Regions from separate parts of the Drosophila melanogaster genome. Here region 2 is linked to region 1. A link is a contact called in public Hi-C data. All regions are on one chromosome and are shown on one strand. Each heading gives the region's core, a stretch centred on a gene start, on an enhancer-like site or on the middle of the called end of the contact. The rest is flanking DNA. Distances are from core to core; before and after follow the strand shown. Region 1 holds the start of tub (tube). Region 2 holds the start of srl (spargel).

Region 1 (5,822 bases), core at 2,716-5,215:
TGACGAGATTCGGCTGGAGTGCATGGCCTTCGGTTACCCCATTCCGTCATACAATTGGACCCGCCAAGGCCTACCTCTCCAACGCAACGCCTACACGATCAACTATGGGCGTGTCTTAATAATCCAAAATGCGACAACGAACGACAACGGCGAGTACTCCTGCACGATTACCAATCCCCGGAAGACACTTATGAAGAGCATATACATCAATATTCAAATGCGCCCACAATTTACCATACCTCTTAAAGACATGATAAAAGACTACAACAGTGACGTGACTTTCATTTGCGAGGCATTTGCAATTCCGGACGCGAATTACACGTGGTACAAAAATGCCGAACGACTCGACCCAGCGAATATTAATCGCGACCGATACATTATCCAAGACAATGTGTTAACCATTAAATTTCTAGAAAAGGATAAAGACGACGCAATGTACCAATGTGGTGCCCAAAACCAACTGAAGACCTCCTTCTCTTCGGCGCAGCTCCGAGTGCTGTCTATGAAACCGTCCTTTAAAAAGCATCCCCTTGAATCTGAAGTCTATGCTGTTTACAACGGCAATACGACAATTGTGTGCGACCCGGAAGCCGCTCCACGCCCTAAGTTTCAATGGAAGAAGGATGGACAGGTGATTGGCTCGGGAGGCCACCGGCGCATTCTGCCCAGTGGTACCCTGACAATATCACCCACGTCGCGGGACGATGAGGGCATTTACACATGTATTGCATCAAACCAAGCCGGCACCGACGAATCGCACGCGCGTGTTATTGTATTGCGTAAGTAGAAAATGTCATTCATATGCAATATACATTTTTTTTAAAAAGTAATTTTATTTTGTCAAAAAACCTACTTGTGTTTCCTCAATTGGATGCAAAATGATTTTATTTAAAAAAGTTAATTTATATATAGTTTATAAATAATATATATTTACTTTGATAAAACGCATTGTTTAGAGAACTTTTTTAAAATTGTTTTTAATGCACCTATCTTTGTTATTGTCTGAGTAGCATAGTAAGAGTAAAATGACTAATACATAATAAACTAATTTAGTATTTAAATACTTGAAATTTTATCAAGACTTATGTAAACCTATTTATTCAAATATTTACAGAGGAAATTCGTTTCATTGAAACGCCTCCACAACGAATCGTTTCTAAGGAACACGACTTAATCTTCTTGCATTGCGAGGCCGCCTTTGATGAACTCCTCGACATTGCTTATGTTTGGAAACACAACGGCGAAGTCCTAAAAAACAATCACGACGGCACCGGACGCATTGTAAGTTAATGTTCTGAAATCTGCACTAAACCTGTCCTTATATTAACCTTTTTGTTATTGCAGATTGTAGATTGGAACAGATTGACAGTGCATAACACGAGCATGCGCGATGCCGGGGACTACGAATGCGTTGTCAAGTCGGCGGTAAACGAAATTAGCAGCAAGACCAGTGTTTCTATTGAGGGAGCTCCTGGCGCTCCTGGTGGTGTTCAAGTCATACAGATAAGTAAAACGAAGGCCATCATTGAGTGGGTGGACGGATCGCACAACGGTCGTGCGATCCGCTACTACAACATCCTAGGCCGTACAAACTGGAATCGCACCTGGGTTAATGTGTCGACCCATGTGCAGGCGCGAGAAGTAGATCGATACACCTCTCGCCAGCAAGCCGAGGTTGTCAATCTGACGCCGTGGTCGGCTTACGAATTTAGTGTTACTGCTGTAAACGATCTGGGAATCGGAACGCCCTCGGCCCCCTCGCCAATTTACAGCACCTATGAGGACAAACCATACATAGCCCCGAGGAACGTGGGTGGTGGAGGTGGAAAGATTGGCGACCTAACTATCACCTGGGATCCGCTTCTACCGCAAGAGCAGCATAGCCACGGCATACACTATAAAGTGTTTTGGAAGCTCAAGGGAGCCATTGAATGGGCATCTGACGAAATAAAAAAACAGGATCACATGGGCGTGGCTGTGGTTAATATTCCTCTTAATAACTACTATACGGAGTACGAAGTCAAAGTCCAAGCCATTAACAGTGTTGGCAAGGGACCGGAGAGTGAAATAGCTGTCATACACTCCGCTGAGGACATGCCACAGGTGGCTCCTCAAAAGCCCATTGCGCTCGCCTACAACTCCACATGCTTTAATGTCACTTGGCAACCTATAGACATGTCCCGTGAAAACATTCGTGGCAAACTCATTGGCCACAGGGTATGGTTACTGCACTTAATTCCATTGCATTGTCAAAAACCCTTATCTTTCACCAGTTGAAGTATTGGAAAACGACGCACCAGGAAGAAGACTCGGTATACTACCTGTCACGTACTACAAGGAATTGGGCGCTTATCGTAGGTCTACAACCAGATACTTACTACTTTGTTAAAGTCATGGCTTACAATGCTGCAGGTGAAGGACCTGAAAGCGAACGCTTTGAAGGTGTGTAACGAACAGTTTAAAAAACCATTTAAAGAAAATGCTTAAACACCATGCTTTTTAGAACGAACATATAGAAAGGCCCCGCAAAAGCCGCCATCTTCGGTTCACGTGTATGGAATAAACCCGTCTACCGTGCGGGTTGTTTGGAGATATGTTTCACCTTCGCAAGACGAGGAACCAGTAGAGGGTTATAAGGTACAACTCCCGGCACCGTGACCAAGAAAATCGATTACAGTTTGAAACTTTCTAGGTTCGCATTTGGGAATCGGACCAGAACATGATTACGGCCAACAATACCATAGTGCCAATCGGACAGAAACTGGAGTCGTACATCAACAATCTGACGCCAGGGAAGAGTTACAACATGCGAGTCCTCGCATACAGCAATGGAGGAGACGGTCGCATGTCCAGTCCAACTTTACACTTCCAGATGGGCAAGACCACGCGCAACGGCGCAAATACCCGACATGGCCACAATATCAATACGGCTCTTATCTTAAGCACATTGCTACTCATTAGCACCTTTCTTTACACAAGCCAATGAATGCAGCACAAATTAAGATCCATAACTTTAGGCAGTAAGAACATACATATACTAAGAAGTGACCTTATATTTGAGTAAGTGAAGTTATAAAAAGAACTACATTCCATCCGTGCTCTCTTGCAAGCCCCTTAATTGATACAAATGCAATTCCGTCCATTTTATAGACTTTTATCAAAAAATAATTTCTAAAATTTTATCAACAAAATAAATATGAATACCATTATATGGTCCAGTATGTTGCTGAACTAAAAATAACAATATCCCTATTTTTTTACTTGGAATAATGAATTATGAATTAATTATGAACGTGTGCCCCGGTTGGCCATATTTATGTCCCTTTTTGTTCACCTGGTAATACTACTCCTGCATTTTATACCCGATACTCGTGAAGTAAAAGGGTATACCAGACTAGTTAAAAAATATGTAGCAGGTAGAAGAGGTCTTGATCAGGATCGATCTGGCCATGTCCGTCCCTATGGACGTCGAGATCTCAGAAACTATCACAAATCAAAATTAATTATTGTCCAAAAATATCAAAAAGAACTAAGAACTAAGTGTTTATTTTTGGTTTTTCGATTATTTATTTTGCTGCTATTTCATCGCCCGCGTAAAACGGGCGGACATGGCTATATCGACTTGTCTGTTTTTACTGATTAAGAATATTTAATACTTATATATATGTATACGTAAATGTCTATTCGAATTTCCTTTCTACCAGGTACCCGGTATTCTTCTACAATTACAAACGAAAGCCATCTATCGGTGGGGTTACATTTATTGCTCACAACGCCGGAATATGTCATTAATGAAAAAAAAAGTTTGGTTTTTTCTTACTTTGCGTTAAAAATTAGTGCAGTATTGCAAATGGCTAGCTATTTTCCGCATACGGAAATACCACACAATACCAATCGGCTTCGGGAATCCCCCTAATATTACATGACGAATCTAATATGGTGCTGCGGTCCTCCTCGGTCACACTGAAATACTGCGAGCAGCGAGCAGTAGCTGTGGGCATTGGCAAAAACATAGAGAGAGAAGATAGATGCAAACATGGTTTTATAGCGGAAATCTCATACAATCGCACTGGACATCTGGGAACTTGAACCATCGACCTGCCACAGGCAAAGGCTTTCCCGTAAGGTTATCCTGGGTAGCTAAGGGAACACCATGGCGTATGGCTGGAACGGATGCGGAATGGGCGTGCAGGTGAACGGAAGCAACGGCGCCATAGGTTTATCCTCGAAGTATTCTCGCAACACGGAGCTGCGACGCGTTGAGGACAATGACATTTACCGGCTTGCCAAAATACTAGATGAGAACTCATGCTGGCGCAAATTGATGTCGATCATACCCAAGGGCATGGATGTGCAGGCCTGCAGCGGAGCCGGATGCTTGAATTTTCCGGCGGAAATCAAAAAGGGATTTAAGTACACTGCGCAGGACGTGTTCCAGATTGACGAGGCTGCAAACCGACTACCGCCGGACCAAAGCAAGTCGCAGATGATGATCGACGAGTGGAAGACCTCTGGCAAGCTCAACGAGCGGCCCACGGTTGGGGTATTGCTCCAACTTCTGGTGCAGGCAGAGCTCTTCAGTGCGGCAGACTTTGTGGCACTAGACTTCCTAAATGGCAAGTATGACTATGTTTGCCTTAAACTGACAAAACTAAAAAAAGTGTATCCACTGACTTCTCTAGAGTCCACCCCTGCCCGGCCTGTTGACGGTCCCGGTGCGCTCATAAGCCTTGAGCTGCTGGAAGAGGAAATGGAAGTGGACAACGAGGGGCTGAGCCTCAAATACCAGTCAAGCACTGCCACTCTTGGGGCAGACGCTCAAGGTAGCGTTGGCCTGAACCTGGACAACTTTGAAAAAGACATTGTGAGGCGGGACAAGAGTGTGCCCCAGCCGTCAGGAAACACCCCTCCCATAGCGCCACCTCGACGACAGCAAAGGAGTACTACTAACTCCAACTTTGCAACATTGACAGGCACCGGAACTACGTCGACGACCATCCCGAATGTGCCCAATCTGACAATTCTCAATCCCAGCGAACAAATTCAGGAGCCAGTGCTGCAGCCACGACCGATGAACATCCCCGATCTGTCTATACTCATTTCGAACTCTGGTGATTTGCGGGCAACTGTGTCGGACAACCCAAGCAACAGAACTAGCTCAACGGATCCGCCTAACATTCCGCGAATCACTCTTTTAATTGATAATTCTGGAGATGTAAACTCTCGACCAAATCACGCTCCAGCGAAAGCTTCAACGGCTACCACATCAACGGCGAGCTCAAACAACTTGCCAATGATAAGCGCCTTGAATATAAGTAAAGGCAGCAGGGAGACCTTGCGTCCTGAGAGCAGAAGCAGCTCCAGCAGCTTGAGCAAAGATGATGACGATGATAACGATGGTGAGGAGGATGGAGAGGAAGAGTACCCAGATGCCTTCTTGCCAAATCTGAGTAACTCAGAGCAGCAGAGCTCAAACAATGACTCCAGCCTGACAACGGTTACTGGCACCAGTGGTGATAACAGCTTTGAGCTAACCAACGACTCCAGCTCCACCTCAAACGACGATTACGCTTGCAACATTCCAGACTTGAGTGAGCTGCAGCAATAGATAAAAGCACCGACCATCGGCGGAGATGACATTCCGTTCGATAACTTATGCAACCCAGATGTATTCATTTGGCAGCTGGGTGTGGACCTTCTTATGTTATGCATGAGGTCCAACTAGAATCTAAGATTCAGTGCACGATTTGTTCATATCACGTCTGTAATCGTGACAGTACATGACAAGTACGGCAATATCAAATATTTCCGTTTCAAGAAAG
Region 2 (5,747 bases), core at 1,892-4,391, 42 kb after region 1:
GGTAATAAAATCAGCTAGGTCAAAGTTATTAACATCAATACTTAGCCCCAATGCGTCTACTTCGGAGATAATAGTGTTAGTACTGAGCGTCCGTCCCTTGCGCTCACAGGAGCTCTGCAAGTTGCCGATATTGTTATGGACAACCTGCAGCCTTGGACTTTTTTCTTCGTTGACAATGTCAAATTCATCATCATAGTCGCTAGAGTGCGATTCATAGTCACCAATCGAAGAGCTGTCTGTGCGGGTGCGAAATGTGGACTGGCTTTGTATGTCCTCCTCCTCCGTAAGGCCGTCGATTTTAATATCTTCTTTGTCGTACTCCACAATGGCGCTGATCTGGCGCTGCTGCTCATAGGCAATCTCGCCCCCGCTGTCGGCGATGGACCGATAGACCTGGGCATTTAGCTCATTGGCATCATGGTTGCTGAGCTCCTGTTTCAGAAAGTCGTTGTAAATCAGCTATTTAAAGAGTTAATCGAATTAATACTGAAATGTGATTCGCTCGTATGCCCCTCGAGCCAAAACCTACCAGATTCTTTCTGTTTTGCAGATCTTCCTCCCGGTTATGGTTGAGCAGTGATTCGTCTGTGGGCGCGATGGGTAGGATGCCGCTCAGTGTATCTGTCAGTTGCAGTCTGAAAGGGTTTGCATTAGTTTTTAGTACATTTTTCTGATGACAATCACTCACTCATCATTAGATGACCAGAATATCGGCTCAGACTCGTATTTGGTATAATTTGCCTCAAAGGTATCTCCTTGGAACACATTTAGCATTCGTGAATCCATTTTGCGTCAAAAGTTAAGTAACTGTAAACAAATAAACTCGGATTAAATAGGGAACTCCTAAAAACGAAACCAATCATAGTTGCCTTTTCGATATCAATCCACAATCGTCATATGATTGTAACATATTGAAAAATCAAGTTTACAAAATCACTTCCCGTTAACCAAATAATAATAAAAAAAAAAAACGAAATGCCAAAAAAAGTGATCACAAGGCGTCAACGCAAAGCTGCAGAGTCCCGGCTAAGGGCCACAAAGGAAGCAAGTCAGAAGAATTGGCCCAGGATAATAGAAGTTATACCGATTCCCCCAATCTCTCGTTCGACTAATTCAACTAGCTCAAAGGAAACATACTCAAAGAAAAAAGATATAGGTATGTCCCAGACGACTTTAGATGGAAAGAATGAGAAGGAAAAAACTCCGTCTTTGGAACAGTCAATCCACGAATCCGAAAAGAAAATTCAGCTGTGTGATGCTCTGCAAAAAATTCGATTAACTAGTCACAAGAAAACCTTCTTGTCGGAAATAAAAAAGAAGGCTTTTGACGCGGAACAATTCCAAAATACCACTTCATCCGGATATGATAAGGACAATAAATTTATTGCACTGGTTCCAAGGAACACCAATAAAGGGGCCAATAAAACTCCAAACTCCAGCGTGCCATTGATGTCCAAATTTTGCGAACAAATTAAGTCGCACTTCCACTCTGTCCTGCCGACACGAAACCTACTCTGTTCAAAATCCCCAATTCCGATGGAAAAGGAACCTGATCACGGTGCAGATTTGCTGTTGCCACGACCAGTTTTCAATAACCTGGAGAATGAAGTTAAAGTCAAATGCTTCAAGCCTTCTGAGCTAGCTAGAAATCCCAAACCGCCTATTAGGATTTTTGGCATAACAGGCTTCTTTGTCCTAACTGGTACCAATGCTCAGTTGTCTTTTCACATCGGCCAACTTGCGATCAGAGGCGTTAGTGTCCAATCATGTATACATCTGCAAACCGAAATGATGGATAAGGTGGAGGAACAACTCGCTAAGCTGACTATGGACCGCAAAAGAATCCTCAACAAAATGCATAACAAGCATGCAACACTTGCACAACGTCGAGCTCCGCCAGAGACACATCATCAGGGTAAAAATTAAACATAGGCATTGACATTAAAATTAAATTACAATGTAAATAAATACCGAAACCGGAATAAAAATGTAGCTTTAGAAAGCCTTAACACGTGTCATAAATGACTTAACTTAATCATTTAAACAAGATTTCTCTAAAACTATGTCATGAATTGCACAATTTAACTTCATGTTTTGCATTACAAAGATTTTTTCTTTGGGCTGGGAAAGGTTGTCGATATATTCAAAATTATGTTTATATTTTCCTGATAGTTGTTGCTTAAAACTATTATAGTTTAGTTGAATAGTTTTAAATTTAAGTTCCATCTACAATATATTGATGTAAATACTGTGGCCGCAATATTGAAAGCCTGCACGAAAGGTGTTTTTTGACACTAGATACCAAGATTTCCTAAATGGTAAAATTAACATTTCGAAAATTGAAGCAGTCACATACCCTCTACTATACGATTGACGGGTGTAAATGATTTTAATCAATCTTCAGCGCCTCTGCATCACCTACACATGGACCTGGAACACAAAACACAATAGTTTTAGCCAACGACAACAATAACAAACATGCCCACACAACGACGATGGCGGAAAGAAGAAGCAGCAGTAGCAGCAACAGCACATGTTTGCCCCAACCACGTGTATGTGTATGTGAGCCACGATGGGCGCGTGTGCGTGTAAATGCCGCCACGCCATGTGCTTTTGATACTGCACTCCTTGGCGAAAAGCAATCGAGTTGAATGAATACGTTTCGCAGGTCTTGCCTATCACCTTGGCACTTTGGTTTCGAAAGCCTTTCTCCCCAAAGCTCAGCGGATTCGCTATCGCATTCGCGATGTCCAATCTGTGGCACGCGCCTAGCAATATTACCTTCTGAGCTTCCGTTGTGGTTCCGGATCACCTATTTCACTCGAAAAAGGGCTTCCCCAGCCGAACGCTTGTTCGTTCGGATTTTTGCCGCCGTCTGCTTTAACCTCACATGTTGAGCGCCGCGTCTGCAGCACTAACACAAGCACACAAGTCCGGTGCCCAAAAGGGCTTTTTCTTGCGGCAGTCAAACTGCGTCTTTCTGTTCCGCCCGAAGATCACGATCACCCGCGGTTTAAGATGGGCCAACGTCACTGCACTCCAAAGCAACCCGCAATCACTTTATCTCATGAGTACCGTATAGCACATTGTCCAAAATTTGTTCACGTGGACCGAGATTCGCGGCAGCGGCACAGACAGTGTGACCAGGGGCGCGCACCGCGGAGGATCCGCGAGGCCATGGCATTAGTGCCAAGTTCGCAAGAAAATACTAGTTGAGTGTGCGAAGAAGGCGCGGGCTCATATTATCGAGGCAAATTTTCAGAGGCAGAATATTTTTGTTTTGCTTGCTATAAAAGCTTTTCTAAATTTACTCGAATTTATTCCCAACGAATATGGTTTTACCTAAGAAAGATGTCACTTTTTTAAAATAAGTCAAGCGTATGTGATAATACAATTTACAATACTTTTGAATGCATTTTTTATTTATGGGCAATTAAAAAACCTAATGTTAAAAAGCCACGCTTCCAAGAACGAACTTTGTAAAACTATAGAAGAACCCGCATTTGTTTAGTTTGCAAACTACATTTTAATGTAGTTTTAGCTCTGTCGAAATATAAATTTAAAGGGACTGGTTTATAAATCACTGTACGTATAAGGGAAGCTTGGTTCATCCTGAAATCTGATAAATAAGAATTAGAATTTTTGAATTAAACCAATAATAACCACTTTTCATTTCTTTGATTCCCAAGGTTCTCATTCGACAATTTCACTTTTCAATTTTTTAGAACATAGTTATTTTATTCGAAAGTACTTTAATTAGTATCGGTCCTACAACCATCTCAATTTTAACTATCTGGCACAAGCTTTGGATAGATAGATATAATATACCGGCCGACTGAGCTCTACACCAATAAAGTACAAGTCGGATGAAATAAAAACTTATTAAGAATATTATGCTGGGTATATACGATGATGAAAATAAAAATTAACGACGCTTAACGCTGGTCCACTCGCCATCATCGCCAGCTTTGTTCTCTGAAAGATGTAACGCATTGATAAGAATGGAAATTAGGTTTGCTGCTGAGATTACTTACCCTTTTCCTGGGCTTGATCGCGCTTAGCTGCTGGTTTTTCCTCACGGGTCGCAGGAGCAGTACGCCAGTTTCCGCCTACTCCGCCACTGGCTGCCTCCTTAGGAGCAGAGCCGCGTTGATCGCCACGAGTCTCGCGCACATCTCGGTCGCGCCTCTCAGCTGGGCGACGGGTTTCCCGATCAGCGTGGCGTGGAGCGTCGCGCCAGTTCCCTCCAGTTTCCCGCTGAGGCTCGTCGGTACGACGCGCCCCGTCGGCGCGGCGGAATCCACCGCGCTCATCGTCACGATCCCGGCGAGGACCATCGTCACGGTCACGCCGAGGCCCATCATCCCTGTCGCGACGAGCCCCATCAATGCGGAAATCGCGGTCACGTTCTCCGCCACGCCGCCACTTGTCATCGCGCGATTGCGGAGCGCCACTGTCTTTGGGAGCAGCTGCACGCTGTGAATCTGGCTCTCGTCGCACACGCCAAGAGGAGTCCGCTCCCTCGTTGTCCTTGCGGTCACGGTCACCGCCTCGTTCAATGCGCTCTCCACCACGCTCGAGGCGTTCTCCACCGCGCTCGATCCGTTCTCCTCCGCGCTCGATACGCTCGCCACCACGGTCGTTGCGTTCACTGGCCGCAGGTGCAGCACGACGCCACTCGCTGGATCCGCCGTTAGATGCGCTTGGACGGTCACCGCCTCGAGGACGCCATGTGTCACGGTCCTTTTCAGTGCGTTCGCGCTCCGAGGCCAACTCCCTGGACAGGCGGTCTCGATCTTCCTTGATTTTACGCTCAGCTTCCTCCTCCTTGGCACGCTGCTTTTCGTATTGGGCACGACGCTTTTCGTCCTCAGCCTCACGCTCCAAACGGCGGGCTTCTGCTGCGGCGCGCTCTTCGGCAGCCTGTGCCAAGCGAATCTCTTCCTCCTTGCGAAGACGCTCCTCCTCTTTCTCGCGAAGGAAGGCCTGTCGGCGCTCCTCGCGGCGTCGAATAATGCGGTCGGCTAAGCGCTTTTTGCGCTCTGCCTCCAGAGCAGCCTCAAACTTTTTGAGCTTTTCGACGTAGAGGGAGGCACGTTCTTTTTTAAGGGCCTCAAGGAATTCATCCCGGTCCGGATACATGCGCTTGAGACGCTCCTGCTGGGCGACGGCATCCTTCCGTTCGGCAATGGCATTCTCGATGCGTGTCTTCTCGGTTGCTTCCCAGAACTCCTTGTCCTTAACCTGCTTTTCGGCCAAGTATTTTTCGAAAAGCGGTATCTCCTCCAGGCGCTTGGCGCGTTCGAAGTAGTCGATTTTCTTCTCTTGCGATTTGAGTTTCGACTGCAGTTCCTTGGCCTCGCGCTGAAGTTCCTCGCTTTCCCGCTTGGCGATCTGCTCGGCGTCCAACTTCTTAATGCCTTCCTCATCCAGCTTGGAAAGCATCTTCTTACCATGAGCCGTCTGCGAGATTTGCTGAACCTTCTCCTTGAGACTCTTCTCCCGGATGGCTTGGATTTCGTTCTGATGGCGCTTGCGCTCTCTTTCTTCTTGCTCCTGCTCGAGGCGCTTCTGTTCGGCCAGTTTGGCCTTCCGCGATTCCTCCTCCTGACGCCGCGCCTCTTCCTCTTCACGAGCATTATTCTGCTTCTCGATGTACTCCTTTCTGTCCTCGATGATCTTCTGTCGCTGAAGAATACGCTGGTGCTCGCGATCCTTGATCTCATGGTAATGGTTTACCATCTGGT

Evidence for each region. Hi-C and Micro-C count contacts between places; a contact is called where the count stands out from the background.
Region 2: a contact with region 1 is called in a Hi-C map of the Kc167 cell line, with 2.5 times the contacts expected there. The contact joins the promoter of srl here to the promoter of tub in region 1. A contact is called at or near these places in 42 of 107 Hi-C or Micro-C datasets (the Clone 8 cell line, the D17-c3 cell line, the Kc167 cell line and 11 more) and 2 of 6 datasets of contacts at active chromatin or transcription factors (both in the Kc167 cell line).

Annotation. Positions count from the first base shown.
Region 1 is chr3R:4,383,777-4,389,598 of dm6, forward strand. It overlaps tub (tube), which reads left to right and starts at 3,966. Exons shown (of 2, transcript NM_001202235.2): 1 at 3,966-4,616; 2 at 4,683-5,822. The coding sequence starts at 4,154. The coding sequence ends at 5,608. Cont (Contactin) reads left to right here. Exons shown (of 8, transcript NM_141204.4): 3 at 1-779; 4 at 1,115-1,281; 5 at 1,345-2,217; 6 at 2,274-2,442; 7 at 2,504-2,637; 8 at 2,693-3,242. The coding sequence ends at 2,986.
Region 2 is chr3R:4,426,194-4,431,940 of dm6, forward strand. It overlaps srl (spargel), which reads right to left and starts at 3,142. Exons shown (of 7, transcript NM_168996.5): 1 at 2,782-3,142; 2 at 689-807; 3 at 530-635; 4 at 1-459. The coding sequence starts at 786. It overlaps CG31525, which reads left to right and starts at 837. Exons shown (of 1, transcript NM_168998.3): 1 at 837-2,007. The coding sequence starts at 976. The coding sequence ends at 1,926. eIF3a (eukaryotic translation initiation factor 3 subunit a) reads right to left here. Exons shown (of 4, transcript NM_168999.3): 3 at 4,035-5,747; 4 at 3,605-3,975. The coding sequence ends at 3,926.